Regions from separate parts of the Mus musculus genome. Here region 2 is linked to region 1. A link is a contact called in public Hi-C data. All regions are on one chromosome and are shown on one strand. The core of a region is the stretch at or near the end of the contact, and the rest is flanking DNA. Distances in the headings are between cores, read along the strand shown. Region 1 holds the start of 4930461G14Rik (RIKEN cDNA 4930461G14 gene). Region 2 has its middle 40 kb from the start of 1700072B07Rik.

Region 1 (5,407 bases), core at 161-2,660:
TTCTTAATCCTGGGTAAGCTAACACTATCCTCCACATCATAGTTTCCTGATCAGTAAAGTGAGGCTTGAAACCACATCTCAGGATTGTGGCATGAATTTTAAAAAGAGAGCCACACCGAGGATAATGTATGTAAAATTCCTAACATGATGCCTGGCAAGGGGCAGCTCCCAACCACTAGCTGTAATGATGGTTACTATTACTAATCCCGTTGGGCAGTGCTTCTCCACCTTTGAAAACTCTAGGTTCCTTTGTGAGAGGCACACAGGTCTCAAACCCCTGCCTTCTTCCACACAGGATTTAAAAAGAAATAAAGGCTGGAGGGGTGGGGAGACATTTCAAGAACTTACAAGAGAGCTTCCCAAATACAGGGATGGCTCCGGGTGGGCTGGGATGGGGAAGGTGTTCTGGGCTGCATTTCTGAGTGTGGTCCCGAGGCTCGGAGCAACCACTTGGGTAGGACTCCCCTCTTTCCCAGGCTACCCGCAGTGTGTGTTGGATCCCCGCCCAGCCTCGCAGCTCAGGCCGCAGTGACTTTGAGCCAAGAACAGAGGAAGCTCTTTCGAATACAAATACCTTTGGACCCTCAGATCCCAGCCGGCGCGCCATTCTCATGCTAATGAATGGGGCTCCAGTTCAGGTGGTTTTGAAGGGGAAATTGCCAACACAGTTACCCAGCCCAGCCTGCTGCGTTTCTCCTCTGCCAGGACTAAGACCTCGGGGATCATTTTTAGCACGGCCTCCAGTACCAGCACCAGCTCTACCCCAGTGACTCTATAGTTCTGCAAGTCTCATGACTGGCTGGGCTCCATTATTTGGGGTTTATGAACTGAACAGATCCTTCTAAATCAATGTAATAATTCACGTGACAGTGATAGCTGCCATTCACACACCTACTCTCCAGTCAGGGTGTTTGGGAGTGTGCTCAGAGCACTGGGTCCGTCATTGTTCCGTCTGCAGCAGTGAGGCCCAGAAAGTAAGGCAAAGTGCTCCAGACCTTGCCACTGTGGTGCCAGGCTCCAAAGTCAGATGTTGTATAGGGCTACACCTGTAGGACATAGGCCTTGATCATAGGTCACATCACCCTATGATCATCAGTTTGGGGTTTCTGGGCCTGTAAATATTCCCCCACTGAAGCCCCATTTCATTTTTCTGTTGTCTTATCATTGCCCTCTCCCCTTTTATCCAGACCTGGACAATACCTGTTTTAACTCAATGAACTACTCACCCTTCAAGGCCTAAGTCACTTGTACCAGCTCTGCTACATAAAGCTGTCCAAGCAAGCTCTCTTCATTCTGTCTCCACTGTTCAGATCTTTAGGATAGTCCTCAGGTGTGGTCCTGTCCCCTTCTGGGCTGGGAAGTACTTGAGGGAGAGTACCTGCCTAGTTCATCTCCACAATGCCAATGCCTGGCACTGAAGAGGTCAACTCAGGAACTTTGGAAAATTCCATCTCCTCTCCTGGAAGAGAAAGGTCATAGAGGACTTAGGCACCACCCCCTCCGGAAGGGAGGGGCTAATTACATTCCTCAGACAAGGTGGGGGGAGGGAGGAACCAACCATCAGCCACTTGCGGGTATGGGAAGTCCTGAGCACATAGACACATTCTGTGACCATTGGCCACCTATAGACAAGGGAAGTCCTTGCCACCTCATTCCCTAAAGACCAATCAGTTTAAAAGTCGCACTGTTCTGCCAATCACAATGTGCGCAATGGCTGCGGCTCTGAAAACTGTATAAAAACTTACCGAATGGGCTGTGCAGAGTCCTTGTTCTCTCTTCTTCTTGTGCAGGGTGACCCCAGCATGCTGGAACAATAAAATTCCTCTTGTTTTTGCAACGATTCCCGGCTCAGCGTTGTTCACTGTGTGTGTGTTGGGGGCAAAGGTGTGTGTGGGGGGGAAATCTCTCACCAGAGTCTTACATTATTGGGCCTGGTAATCAGCTTCGAGAATGTTTCCAGGATGAGCCATTGACTAAAAGGGATGGTTCCAGTGGAGAAGGCTCTGGGCACTGAAGGGGGCACTGAAGCAAAAGTGTCATGAGCTCTTGGCATCATGAAGCTCCACACCTTGGCTTCACTCTCCCATCTGTGCTGGCAGTGTCTCCTCCAGAGCGTCCTAAGACAGGTCACTTTGTACCTCAGGGCCTTGACTAAGGCCAAGGAAAACTTGACTCAAAAGTGACTTCAGCCTAGATAGGCAGGGTACCAGCATTGCATTTGACACCCGTCTCCTACCAAGGTATGGGGAATGTGGCTGGTGGGTCACTGCCTCCTGCCTTTGGGGGGCTGCGTGGTTTTGGAGAGAGCATGTATACTTCTATTCAAGAGCAGCCAGACCTCTAGGTAATCAGGCTCTAAGCCACATCCCAGCTCAGATCAAAGGCAGCCAGACTATCGTCAGTTCACATGAGTCACACATTAGCCAAGCATCATGGGAGAGTGATCTTCCCCGTGAAGCCTCAGTCACAAATGCCCTGCTCCCCCACCTCTGCTACGAAGCCCAGACATATTAACTAAGCCTGCTTCCTTGAGATGCAAGACCTTCCACCCCCAGACACCTTCAAAAGGAGACATGTTCCTTGGCTGATGAGATGGAAACTCTCTCAGACTCTGTCCCCCAGTGGCATCTGCAGCACTGATAAGGCTCTACCCTACAGGACAGTGTGACTCAGCCTCTCCTCCTCCCTCTCTTCTCTTTCTGCCTAAAATCTAATACTCCTCAGATGACTTCTGAATGGACTTCCCCCTCCACCTTGGCAATGGCTAGGTTGCACACTCTCTCAACTCCTTCTTGAATTTTCCACCCCATCCTGGACTTAGTAGAGACTAGAGAAGAGCCTTGTAGAGACAGTGAGCTAAGCAAGCTCCAGGCTGGGGTACTCCTCTTTTGTTCAGCTCTGACCTGACTCCTGTCCTATAAAAGCCCACCCTGGCTCTGGAGCGGTTATGTGTAGGGTTCTGGGAGGTGGGGGGAGAGGGATACTTATTCAGGAAGTCATGTCCTGGAATTTATCTCCATAGCCTAAGAGGAGGAAGCACTACCCGGCTGGTGGTGCTGGGGTAGGCTGAGGGAAGGAAGTCATTGGGGTTTGATGGGAAGCTCATTTTGCCGTAATTGTATTGTGCACATTAAACCAGAAATTGTGAGAGTGAAGGCAGAGCAGGAAAGGTGCTGAAGGAGTTTCCAGGGGAGGAGCAGGGGCTGAGGAGGCATCCCAGACTCATATGGGACAAGGGGTGGGGCTTTAAGGTCCTCTGGGCCAGGCAGGGACAGCACCACCCTACTCTTTTATATTTACATTTTTATTTTCACACATATATGTATATGTGGCATGCATGCCTGTTTGGTGTGTGTGTGCGCGCATTTATGTGTTCAGGTAAAGGTGTGTTGAAGCTAGGGGTTGACATTGGGGGTTTTGACCATTCGCCATCTACCTCATACATTGAGGCAAGGTCTCTCATTTGTACCCAGAGCTTGCGGATTTGATTAGTTTAGCTTCCCATCTTGCTTTGGGGAGCCTCCATCTGCTTCCCAACACCCCTTAGAGGACTGGGCTTAAATAGGTGTGCTAACTTCCTACCCAGCATTTAGATGGATGTGGGGATTAGAACTCAAGTTCACACAAGTGCTTTACCCACTAAGCCAGCCCCTCCCCAACCAGCTCTTGCCAGTTGAGCCTAAAGAAGGTGGTAGGCAGAATGCAAGAACCAGGTTTCTGCTAAACTGACTGTTCACTAAGTGGCAGGCCCTCTGGATCGTCTTCTCACTTACATGATGTTCTTCATTGGAACCCTTGAAACAAACAATTGAGGCAGACACGATGCTACCTCAATTCCCCACGAGAAACCTGTAAGAAATGGACATTCTTTTCCCAAAGACACACAGCGATTTAACAATTTAGCACAGTCCAGGGAGGTGAACCTGACTTCTGCAGTGAATATAGATAGGAAAACTGAGGCCAGGTCACTGGGGAAGATGGAGAAACCGTTTGCATGGATCTGATATCTTGATGTAAGCCCTACCCATGCAGCAAGCCAGGAGTAAATACTTTGGTTGATTCATCTGCCCCATCCACTTCCCCAGCATCTATTTATTTTCCTGGCTGAATACACAGAATATAGCCTGGCTCATGGTGAAGCCCAGAGTCTTACTTGCCAGAGGAAGAAGACAGCTGTCAACGGACCAAAAGAATAAGAATGCTTCCTGGAGAAGTATGTTGGGACCCTTGGCTGGGCTTCTTGCCCTCTCTAGAACCAAGATGTCACTTCTGCACACCAAGAGCTACCCCTACCTTGGGGCAACAGTGGAAGCCATGGCTGGAGAAAGCAAACAATTCCTGAAGGTGACAGATTCTCCTGGGAAGGGACTTAGCCCCATAGTCAGTAGAACAGGCCACCTTACTCCCCACCTATGCCCTGCACTCCCAGGAAAGAACCCTTGGGGCCAGCTCTGCCTTTCTTCTGACCCAATGGGGTGTCTGGTGGGTGGAGCTGCAGATTGGCAGGTAGATACAGCTTTCTCTGCCTGTTCCTGTGCTGTGCCAAAAGCCTCACCAGAACCCTCAACCTGGCTATGCCCTCTTGATTCCCAGGGCCTGTGTTCTCAGCACTGGCTTGGCTGCTAGAGGAGGCACCTATGGATTCTGGGCCTCCATCCAAACTCTGAATGGGCCCTGCTTAGCATCTCACGATGATCTAAACTTTCCACATCTTTCCTGGAGAAGTCATGGTCTAAGCTTATCTCAGAAAGCCAACACAACTCTTTGGTTAACAAGTGGTGGTATTGCCATGACTTGATTTTGAATGTAGACTTCATTAGGCTTCACACTATGAGCGGAGTTGGGGCTCATTCTGTGACCAGTGTCAGGGCTTAGGGTGTGGTCAAGATCAGGGCTCAGTTTATGATCATGATCAGGCTCAGTGTGTGGCCAGGGTCAGGGCTAGATATGATCAAGATCAAGTTCAGGTGTGACTATGTTTCCTCCATGTGTGGCTAGGATCAGGCTCAACAGGCAACTAGGGCTCAGCAAGAAACTAGGATCCAGGCTCAGTACATGACTAGGATCAGGACTCAGTGTGTGACTAGTACCAGGGTTTAGTGTGTGATTAGGTTCAGGGCTTGCTATGAGACTAGTGTCAGGGCTCAGTATATGGCCAGGGTAGGGATTTAGTCTGTGGTCATGTTCATCATTCAGCCTGCAACTGTCACTGGCAGCCCATTTTCAGGGAACTGACTTTTCTTAGACCCAGTACAGCATTTTGAGCACTGCCTGATGTAGCAGGGTAAAGGTAACCCTTAAGAGCAGCAGTTCTCAACCTGTGGGTTGTGACCACTGCCTCCCCTAACCCCATATCAGATGTTCTGCATATCAGATATTTGCATTATGATTCATAGCAGTAGCAAAA
Region 2 (5,431 bases), core at 2,931-5,430, 46 kb after region 1:
TGTGTGTGTGTGTGTGTGTGTGTGCGCGTGTGTGTGCGTGCACATGCACGCGTGCGTCAGAGTATTGTGTTCAGGAGTTGTTCCTCTCCTTCTACCATGTGGACCCTAGGAATGAAAGCCAGGTGTCAGATTTCATGGCAAGGGCCTTAATCCATTGAATACCATATCAGGACACTCATCTATGAAGTTCACACTTGAGAACACCATGTAGTAGATAGAGTTAATGGAAAGAGGCAGGTCAAAAATTCATATTTTGAGTTTACAATTTTGTAATTCGGGCCACATTCCTAGGCATTTTTGGCTACGTGCATGCAGCCTGTGGGCTCCAGATTGAGCGTGTAAGCTAAAAAGCCCACAGTGGGTCTGTGCTTGGGAAGGCTACGAGTTTCTGGGGAACAGTGGCCCTGTCTGAGCTGTCATGGCTTTCCAAGTGCCTACCATAGGTCCTTGTTAGATCAGGGCAAGAGGACAGCTCAGTGGATGAGGTGGCTCAGTGTCTCTCCTCTAAGACCTCTCTCATCTCTCTTATACATTCACATCATGGTTAGAGCATCAGTAACCAAGATGCTGGTGATGTGGGCAAATATTGGCTTCCAGGTGGGATTCTAGAATCATGGAACCCTGGTAGCTGTGTGGCCTTGGGATGCTGCAGAGCCAGTGGCAGCTCTCACAGGTTTCTGAGTAGAATTTATCACCTGAGATGGGTGGCTACTTTTCTTCTATGGACATCCCTCGGGAGCTGGTCTGCCTGCTTGTCAGATGAGTCCATGCTCTCTCAGAATAAAAGTCATTTCCTGGCCTCTCTGGATATGATCCTGAGCTGAGTTCTGGCCAAGAGGGCAATGCAAATGTCCCCTGACAGTGTGGGTGCAGGACAAGAAGAAAAGCTTGTTCTAGGTATTCCAAGCAGAAAGGGATTTAATATAAAGGGTCGAGTGTTCATGAAATAAGATGACAAACCAGGGAGAGGGCTTCATGGGTAAAGTGCTTGCCCTGTAAGCATGAGAATCTGAGTTCACACTCCCAGAGCTTACATAAAGTCAGTTATAGAAATGTACATGTCTGTAGTCCCAGTATGTCTTTGGTGAGAGAGAAGGCAGAGACAGGAGAATCCCAGAAGCTCAAAGGCTGGCTAGTCTGCTGTGTGCAGTATTGAGAAGCCCTGGCACACAAGATAGAGTGAAGACCTAACATCTGGCCTCTATTCATGTGTCATGGCATGCATGTGCCCACACTCACACCCATGAATATACACACCACACCATACTCAGACACACACACACACACACAACCCAGGTTAAAACAGTAACAGCAATACAATCAGATCATTATCCAGGCTAGAAGCATAAGGTTGTGGGAAGTCCTAGGAAACCCCTGGATGCAGAGTGGCCATACAGGAGGCTGAAAGAGCTAACTTCTGTAGAAACTGCCAGGAACAGTAGGCTGGGGTCACATACTTCTGCTGCCTAAGGAAAAGGGGCCTAACCTTCTTCTTGTCTTCTGCAGAGCAGTGAGTGCAACCCATTGGCCGGAGCCTTGTACCAAAAAGAGCCTGAGCAATGCAGCCCTGAAGCTCCCAAGCTTTGCAAGACATTGAGAGCATGACACGTATGTGGAGAGAGGTCATGCTGACTACACCTGATGGTATTCACTGCTACTCCTTTCCGTCAGCTGCTTGCTAAGTCAAGTCACGTCGGGTGATCCCAGAAATGCCGTAGAACCTGAGACCTTTGTGCGAATGAGTGATGAACTTCTGCCTTGCTGAGCTCACTGTTTGAACTGCTGAGCCACTGTCCCGATGCACCTCTGAGAAGTGTAAGATAAGGTCTGAGAGGTGTCACTTCCAGCATGTGCAGTATTGATGTCACCAGAGGACCGATTTAGCCCAGCCATCCAGAGCAGAGAAATAGTTCACGGACAGACAAAGCAGTATTTAAAACTGCAGGAGGCCGGTGCCAATAGATCTGCTCAAGGCAGTGGGACGGAGCTGAGAGGGGTTGTGGTGCTGGGGCAGACTTCCTGGAAGAGCCATCACATTGCAGGGGATGGAGAAGAGCAAAAAGGCTTTCCAAAGAAGGTCTCTTTTCCCTCTGCACTCCAGAGCCATGTCAACTCGCCAGCCTGCTTTGCTTCCAACCTTAGCCACTGCTGGTCAGTACTGATGGCCACTTGTGGTCAGGAGAAAGAAGGCACAGGAAAACAGGGCCTTCAGGAAACCAGGACTGTGGGTGCCGTGATCGGCAGCTTGGAGGCTGGCAAGGTGGCCTGGGAGATGGGAAAGTGGGGTGAGGATGGTTTTACAAGGCAGTGCTGAGGAGAAAGTAAACACCTTCATGAAAAGGCTTGAACATTGTCTCACCCCTGCCTACTCTGCCCTGTGGCTTCTCTCCTTCAATGGTGCCTCTAGTTCACCTGTAGCCTAGGAACTAAAGACTACCCTGTGAACCTACATGCGGACCCAGGGGCTGGCCCACACTCAGCCAGCTGGTTTCTCTTGATCTGTCGCTGGTCAGAGCGGATGTTAGAATGTGCATTCAGAGACCAAGGTCAAGGTTTGATCAGTAGGATTCTTCAGGGTATGAAAATCATCCTGAGCAGGATAGAAATTAGCTCAGCATGGTGACCGACCAGCTTGTGACAAGGTTGACTTCAGCCTTGGGTCATAGCTTAACTTAGTCTGGAACAAGGTTCATCTAGGCACCAGTGCAGAGCCCAGCCTGGGGCTGGAGTCTGGGTGGTTTGATAGCAAAGGGGGCGTGAAGCAAACGCTGGCTGTGCTTGTTTGATTTCTTACAGGTTTATGCTCTGCTCAAATAACAAAGCGAAGTTTGGGGCTATGCTGATATATGTGTGATTTCTTCCTTTGAGTCACCTTTACCCTTCATTCGATTTCTGGGACCTTGTCCTTAGTCTCCCCCTCAGACCTGTGTGGAAGAGTTTGCACAGACTTCAGGGGAGCAATAAGCTGTGAGTATTCTCACAGAAGTTCAGAAAGAGCTGAAGCCAGGCGTGAGGCCAGCTGAGCAGGTGCCCAGCACATGGCAGACTGGTAGACTCCCAGATTCCTGCAGTGTGCTGGACACAAGTGCCAGGTCACCCTGAGACCCAGGGCCAGTCAGCAGTCAGGTGGACAGCCGGCTGGGCAGCAGCCAAGCCAGCACTGTTGAGTTGGGGTAGAGAGTGGGGGTGGAGACTTAGTCAGTTTGTTATTCATCGTGCCCCAGGGCAGGTGACAGCAATTTACCAGTTCTCAGTGATGGAGTAGCCAAGGAAGGGCAGGAAACCCCCTCACCCAGTCCCTCATGGGCATTCTCAGCTGTTAGAGGAAATGCAAGTTGACAGTAAGTGACAAGATTGAAAATGTAATTAAGGCAGATGGAACTAACTGGCAAGGATGAAAACCATTCCCTACGCTCTGATAGTTAAAGTGAGGTCACAGGACAGTCCTATCCTGGCTACACAACCAGCAGAGAGTACACCAGAATGAACTGTCTAATAGTGGCCAAGATCTGTGGGTGGACAGAGAGCAGCACTGAAAGAGATTTAGGTCAGATAAAAGGATGAACTCCCTAGAGATGAGAGGGGTTAAATGTTGGCACAGATATAATACCCTCTCATTTTCCCACATACACATGCATTCCCTCTGCAAGGTTATTGATAACTTGGCCATTCCAAAATCTGTGGAATAAGAAATGACTTCATCTTTAAATGAGAATATCGTCATGGTGGAAGTAGGTGGCACTCAGGCAGTAGTCAAAAGGAAGGGACTCTGGGATCCATGTGTCACAAGTCCCCAACGTCTTCCTGCTGACCAGAGCAGAGGTGCCATGCTCAAGGAGAGTGGATGTACACACGTAACCATGGAATCTCTCTAAGGGATATCTTCTTGGTCCCTCAGTTGTCCAGGAGCAGAGCAGATGTGAGCCAACAGAGGAAGCAGACAGGCTGGCTGGCCCTGGATCTTGTGTTAGAGGGAAACCCAGGGGCTGTGGCTGTGACTACAAACTGTCTGGAGCCCCACAGGAGGTGTGGTGACTGCAGTTTGGGGGTGACTCGTTTGAGAATCAGGAGTGGAGCACCAACATCTGGGCAGCCTTGCTTTGCCAACCACTGCTGAGAGCCATCCTAGCTTTGCTGAGATGGATGGCATTGGCCAGCTTTATTGGCCTCCATTCTCCATAGATCCCGTGCCAGTTCTCTGTGCTGGGCAATGGGGCAGGCTGAGTAAGTGGCTTCTTTGTGTCTGGTGAGCTCTCAGATTGGCAGGAAAGAAGAGGTTCCTATTTCAGTCCAAGGCAGTAGTCCAGTCCCCACTTACTGAGTATCTACTCTGTACAAGGAACAAGCAGGGTAACAGATCACTGTGGAGCCTAAGGATATAGTTTGTCCTTTTCTTGAGGGTAGAAACCTGCTAAGCAAGTAGACAAGAGCAAAGGCACCGTGTGGCCTTGTGCAGCAGAGCACAGGGAGGAGAAACTTAGCACAGCTGGGAGTGGTCGCTGCAAGCTACTTAGGAGAGATCTAGGACCTGAGTGTATGGGTGAGAAAGAATGGCTCAGAACTGAGAAGATGGGAGGATGGCTCAGTGGGTAAGGTTCTTGCTGTGCAAGCACAAGGACCTGCTTTTAGGGCCTCAACACTCAATAGCAAAATCCATATGTGGTAGTTCATGCCTGTAACCCCAGCTCTGGGAAGTAGAGACAGGCAGATCCTGGCAGCTCACTGGCCAGCCAATCTAGCCAAAATAGTGAATTCCAGGCTCAGTGAGAGATCCTGTCTCAAAGAATAAGATGGAGAATGTATGACACAGGAAGACATCCTAATGGCAACCTCTGGACTGCACATGTATCACACACACACACACACACACACACACACACACACACACACACACACACCAACATACATGTGCACACATACACATACCACCCACCCACATCTATAACACACACACACACACACACACACACACACACATACATGCATACATACACACACACACAATGGAATGCATCTTGGTGTGCTTAACACAGAATCCAATATTCAGAGGTGGGAAGAGTGTTGAGAAAGAGGCTTTCTGAATACCAGGACTTTACTGAGGCCAGGGAATAAAGACTAGATCCGTGATGGTTTCAGCAGACATGAGGTGGCTGTGAGTCAAATGTTCTCTTGAAAGAAGACCTTGGACCTAGACATAAAGTCCCTTGCCCAAGTGGATGGACCTGGCTCCAGGAGTTTAGGCCACATCTTTATACACAGGACTTTGTCCTCTGTTAGCTTTCACTCTTGGATGTGTGGAGCAGCAGACAAAACCCAGATTGGAATAAACTGGAAAGTCCCTACTGTGGGGATAGTAAGAGATTAGTCACTCTGCACCTTCATGTGGCTAAGAGGTGACAAGATGCACATGGTGGTTGAGGAGGCCTGTGAA

What was found. A called contact is a pair of places that touch in the nucleus more often than the background predicts.
Region 2: a contact with region 1 is called in a Hi-C map of the N1E-115 cell line, with 5 times the contacts expected there. The contact joins the enhancer-like site here to the promoter of 4930461G14Rik in region 1. A contact is called at or near these places in 3 of 484 Hi-C or Micro-C datasets (the N1E-115 cell line, cerebellar granule neurons and forebrain) and 7 of 115 datasets of contacts at active chromatin or transcription factors (embryonic fibroblasts and embryonic stem cells).

Annotation. Positions count from the first base shown.
Region 1 is chr9:58,451,176-58,456,582 of GRCm38.p6, reverse strand. 4930461G14Rik (RIKEN cDNA 4930461G14 gene) reads right to left here and starts at 1,410. Exons shown (of 3, transcript NR_040736.1): 1 at 1,227-1,410.
Region 2 is chr9:58,408,215-58,413,645 of GRCm38.p6, reverse strand. No RefSeq gene overlaps it. Among named protein-coding and RNA genes, the nearest start is that of 1700072B07Rik, 40 kb to the right of the region's middle. Within about 2 kb of position 4,180, at least 25 of the 459 cell types and tissues checked have an H3K27ac peak or open chromatin away from gene starts, as enhancers often do. A contact at or near this core is called in the N1E-115 cell line and cerebellar granule neurons, where this site is marked.